Regions from separate parts of the Sus scrofa genome. Here region 2 is linked to region 1. Evidence: chromatin contacts called from public HiChIP or PLAC-seq data. All regions are on one chromosome and are shown on one strand. Each heading gives the region's core, a stretch centred on a gene start, on an enhancer-like site or on the middle of the called end of the contact. The rest is flanking DNA. Distances are from core to core; before and after follow the strand shown.

Evidence for each region. HiChIP or PLAC-seq counts read pairs in DNA pulled down with a chosen protein or histone mark.
Region 2: a contact with region 1 is called in an H3K27ac HiChIP or PLAC-seq map of alveolar macrophages. The contact joins the promoter of SIGLEC1 here to the promoter of RNF24 in region 1. A contact is called at or near these places in 2 of 5 promoter capture datasets (fetal liver and liver), 11 of 47 Hi-C or Micro-C datasets (alveolar macrophages, embryonic fibroblasts, fetal liver and 7 more) and 2 of 2 datasets of contacts at active chromatin or transcription factors (alveolar macrophages and skeletal muscle).

The regions. Positions count from the first base shown.
Region 1 is chr17:31,704,011-31,706,654 of Sscrofa11.1, forward strand. RNF24 (RING finger protein 24) reads left to right here and starts at 1,345. Exons shown (of 6, transcript XM_021078063.1): 1 at 1,345-1,510.
Region 2 is chr17:31,999,430-32,002,073 of Sscrofa11.1, forward strand. SIGLEC1 (sialic acid binding Ig like lectin 1) reads left to right here and starts at 1,298. Exons shown (of 21, transcript NM_214346.1): 1 at 1,298-1,346; 2 at 1,637-1,996; 3 at 2,265-2,561. The coding sequence starts at 1,298.

The sequences.
Region 1 (2,644 bases), core at 95-2,594:
CAGGAACACCAGGCACTGAAGGCGAGACACTCTGATGCTGTTCTGGAAATGGCTAGAAAAGAAGTGCTAAAGTGCCACTGGGCAGAGAAAGAGAAAAAGACAGCAACATGGGCAGATTTGCATATCATGAGAATTGACTTGCATAAGAATGTATTGAGACTTCAGCAGTAGAGCTAGAGAGAGTTGAGGAGGACTGATTTAAACAGTGAGAGGTAGCAGATCCTCCTGGCAACTGGTCCAGTTGAGCTAGGAAGGGAGGGAGAGAAGGGAAAAGGACCCCTGACACAGGCTTCAGTGACAGGGGGTGAGGGATAGGTTGTTGATAAGCACTCTTTCTTTTGCCACTCTCTCTCTACCCATGCTTCCACCCATCTCTTACCTTACAGAACTTCTTGAGATGTTCGTTGATGTTAGTCTTTACTTCCCCCCTTACCTTGGATATTTATTGTTTGCCAAAGAAGAAGGAACTTGCCTACAGGCGCTTTCTACTATTATTTTGCTTCCCAAAATTAAGCCCCTGAGCTGTTTATGGTTTGTGTGAGGGGGCTTGGAGGGTAGGAGAAGAAAGGAGACTCTCAAGGGGTGATTTAGGGACTGAAACAAAGTGGGGCAATTGTCTCTGTAATTTCCCTGAGCTACAGGGCCCACACACTCAGCCGAAGAGCCTCAGAGACTCCCAGCAGCCCCCGAAGAGTTCTGTGGCCCACGAGTAGCAGAACCAAGGGGCTGGGAACAGGAGAGTGTCTCTGCAGAACACACTGCCTGCCAAAGACAAGGGGCCTCCACTTGATCTTTGGAGATTCATTAGATAAACCCTAAACCTTCTTATTACAGAAAGGGCTGAGATTTCCTCAAAACAAAGGTCAATTCCTGGCCTGCTCCATGGAATGGGAGCTGGGGCCTGGTCGATGCACATAAATAAAGTAATGCACTCTTTCTTGCACACACTCCTCTCCACTATTTGGGCAGATTCTGGGTATCAGAAGTCTGAGAGGATCTGCTGCAGGTGACACAGATGGAGGAAAGAGGCAATGTGCACCTTATCTATCGGACTCCTGTGACCCGGAATGCTGGCAGTCTGGGTGCTAGGAAAGAGGTAGCGTTCCAAGCTTTCCCTTTAAAAAATGCTTATAGGACAAGAAAAAATACTAAACACAGGCGGAGGAAGACAGCTCCGCCCTGGGACAACCCCAACGGGCGGAGCGAGGACTGGCCACCGCGCTCCGCGCCTGCGCACTGCGGACTCTGAAGTCAGGACGATCTCAGGGAGGTGGGCGGGGCTGCCCGGGCATCCGGGTCCCTCACCCCGCCCCCGCTGCATGAATGAGAGGCGCGGTGCCGCCCCTCCCCCACCGGGCCCGCCCCTCGCCGGGGCCGCTGCGCGCAGTCCGCCGCTGCCACCTCAGCCGCGCTAGGTCCCGGCAGACGCCAGCCGCTAGCCTCCAGACGCTGACGGTCCTGCCACGCTCGCCGCCGCCGCCGCCGCCGCCGACGCCGCGGGCACGACAGAGTAAGTGAGCAAGCAAGGGCGGGGGCGCCGAGGGTCGTCACCCCCAGTCTGGGGCTTAGTGGACCGGGCGGGTCCAGGTTCGGGATGCTGAGGAGACCGTGGGCCCACTCCAGCCTCCCCCACTCACACTCCTGGCGCCTCCGCGGGGAGCTGGGAGGGGTGGGACAGCTGCCCCAGGTCGGGAGGGACGCGGAGGAGGGTCCGCCCCGATCCGGAGGGTGGGTCACGCACAAAGGGAGGCGCGGGGCTGTCCCCGGGAGGTCACAGAGGGACGGTGCGGGGCACCCCGAACGCCCTCCTAGCCAGTGCCCGGCGTCGGGTCCCCGGGCGTGGGAGGCTCCTAGGATGAGCAGGGAGGACGAGGTTGGCTAGGACGGCTGCCTGCGTTTTGGCGATGGGAACGCGCCGTGGGGGGTGCGGCGTGGCAGTGTTTTCCTGGTCCCCATCTGCTCCTCCCCTTTCTTTGTGGCGTTTGTCTCGTGCCCATTTGTCACTGTGTGTAAACTGTGGTCTGGGGTAAGACCTCTCGCCTCGGCTAACTCATTTAATGAAAGTCAGGTGCGGGCCTGTCTGTGAGTAGGGGGCGTGTGTGCGTCCTCAGGCCGGAGAATTAAAGACCCTCCTTTGTTTCCGGAGACGTAATGGTGTGTGTGTCACCTATGAAATGAGAGAATCAGAGATCATTAAAAAGGGTATGAGGAAAAAAGATGTATTACTCCATCAGATCGTCACCTCGTTCTGCCTCTGCTGTTTTTTCAAATAGTATTTCTTTGTTTCTTACTGTAAAAGCAGTGGGTTAATTGAAAATATGCCTCTAGTCTCATATCTGTTTATCTAGAACACTTGGTTTTGGGGTTTAGTCAGTGGTCATATACTCATATATATGTACATGAAACTACCCTACATTACCAGTTAACTAAAATGCACTTTTTAGTTCATTGGTAATATGTCTATATAGTCATACTGGTCTATAGAAATACTCCAACATATCTATGACACTGTTTTCTCTGCTTCTCTGTAAGGCAGATTTTGTTTCTTCCTGCCTCTCAATGTTAATAAGAACGTAGTCCAGCAGGTTCTCTTCACCTCTTTGCCTTTTTTTTTTTCCCCCTTAATGCTTTGGCAAAGGGTTTT
Region 2 (2,644 bases), core at 48-2,547, 300 kb after region 1:
TCCCTGATAGTGTCCTTTGATGCAAAAAGATTTTCATTTTGATTCAGTTCAGTTTATCTGTTTTTTCTTTTGTTGCTTGTGTTCTTAGTGTCATACTTAAGAAATCATTGCCTGAAGTTAGGTCATGAAGATTTTCACCCATTTTCTTCTAAGAGTTTTATAGTTTCTGTTATTTGTGTTTCTGGCATCTCTCCCCTTTGGATTCACATCTGTGTCCCCATCCCCATCAGGGGCACTCCATGGTGGAGGGCCTGCCCTCTTGTGCATAGTATACAGTAGGCTTTCAACTCATGTTTGTGGGATATGTGTTGGGCAGGGTCCTTGTGCTCCCTGCCACACCTAGACTTGCCCCGTCATCAACTTTAAATCCCCAAGAACCACACCCCTCTCTTGCCTGCCACTGAAAGGCCTGGGGGTGCTCTGCCCTGCTGCAGGACAATGTCCTCAGTTCCAGGTCTTGAGAAGTGGGTGCTCACCAGGGACAAGGCAACCACAGAGATGGTTCTGGATTGACTAGAGACCCCAAAAGGGACGTTTCACCTGGAAGCCACCTTGAAGACTGAATGAGATTTCAGCAAGAAAAGATCATTTTTGGTGATGCCAGACCTGGCCAGCTGGAGAGCCCATGGGCAGACAGGACTGGCCCCAGAGTGAGACTGGTCCTAGGGCGAACCCAGGGGGAGCAGGGAATGGGGCAGAGCTCAGAGTAGGAAAGGGGGACCTTTCAGGGATGCACTGGGAACCCCATCTCATGGGAAATGGGGAGCCACAGAAGGTTTTCAAGCAGGGGAGGGACTCAAAGGCAGCACTTTGGTATGTGCTCAGCTCTATAGCTGGTAAGGCTGCTGATAGGGAGCAAGTCTCAAACAAGAAAGCATCATGTGTGCTGGATGCCTTGGAGTAAGTCGCTGGGCCTCTCTGGGCTCCCATTTCTGTTAACTTGGGTGCAGAGACAGGGCAGGGAAGTGGGGAAAGAGAAACAGCTATTTATCCTTGAGGGGCTGGGAAAGCAGAACTTAGGGTGTGGCCAAGTGACAGAGGACTTTCTGGGGCATGCCATCAAGTGAAGGCATTCCTAGGCACAGCCTGAGCTGGGGAAGTGGGCTCCTGGCTCCCTGCTGGCAGCTGCCCTGCCCTCTCACTGGGTTGGCCAGCGTAGCACGTGGGGAAACAGGACTGGGTTCCCAGCAGGCTCTGAGACCCAGGTACCCTGAGGTTCCCCAGGAGGCTCCCGTGTGCCCTGCCAGCCCACTGTGTGCCACCCTCTTAGGCTCCAGAAGCAGCGCCAGAACCTGCTATGGACTTCCTGCTCCTGCTCCTCCTCCTGGCTTCATCTGCTCTAGCAGGTAAGTTGTTCTGGCTTTTTTCTTCTCACAGGGCCTGGCTCAGCAAGGCCAGCCCTTGGCTGGCCTGGGCACACTGGACTGTATCTGGTCACAGGTTTAGCTGCTGAGGTTGAAGAAGGGCATGGGGAAGCAGTGACAGGGAGCCATGACCCTCCCTGGGGTGCCCCGTGGGGCTGCATTGCTGAGGACACGGCAGGGTTCGGGGGCCCATCTGGAGCACCTCCTATGTGACAGATCAGGAGGTGACCCTGGCCTGCATCACACTCCACCCTGTCCTGTCCCTCCCTCAGGCCTGGCCTCGTGGACGGTTTCCAGCCCCGAGACCGTGCAGGGCATCAAGGGCTCCTGCCTCATCATCCCCTGCACCTTCGGCTTCCCGGCCAACGTGGAGGTGCCCCATGGCATCACAGCCATCTGGTACTATGACTACTCAGGCAAGCGCCTGGTAGTGAGCCACTCCAGGAACCCAAAGGTGGTGGAGAACCACTTCCAAGGCCGGGCCCTGCTGTTGGGGCAGGTTGAGCAGAGGACGTGCAGCCTGCTGCTGAAGGACCTGCAGCCCCAGGACTCGGGCTCCTATAACTTCCGCTTTGAGATCAGCGAGGGCAACCGCTGGTCAGATGTCAAAGGCACAGTTGTCACCGTGACAGGTGAGGAGCAGGGTGGCCCAGCCACTGCCTGGGCTCCCAGGCCACCCCTGGCCCCACTGGCTCACAGTTCCCATCCTGGTCTGAAAGCCAACCCCAGCCCCAATCTTGGCCGCAGTTCCAGTCCTAGCCCTGTGCCCCCTGGCATTCGCCCCTGTGAACTACTTGCATTCTCCTTCTCCTTGAAGCTCCAGCCTGGAGCCAGGGTTTCCAAGGCAGGAGGGCTCAGGTGTGGTGAACGGGAGTCCCCAGCCTCCTCTCTCATCCTTAGAGGTGCCCAGCGTGCCCACCATTGCCTTGCCAGCCAAGCTGCATGAGGGCATGGAGGTGGACTTCAACTGCTCCACTCCCTATGTGTGCCCGACGGAGCCGGTCAACCTACAGTGGCAAGGCCAGGATCCCACCCGCTCCGTCACCTCCCACCTCCAGAAGCTTGAGCCCTCGGGCACCAGCCACATGGAGACCCTGCACATGGCCCTGTCCTGGCAGGACCATGGCCGGATCCTGAGCTGCCAGGTCTCAGCAGCCGAACGCAGGATGCAGAAGGAGATTCACCTCCAAGTGCAGTGTGAGTGCACAGGGATGGGGGGACATGCCCTTCCCACTTTGGTGGGGCAGGTGGAGAGTGTTAAGCCCTAAGCACCACGGTGA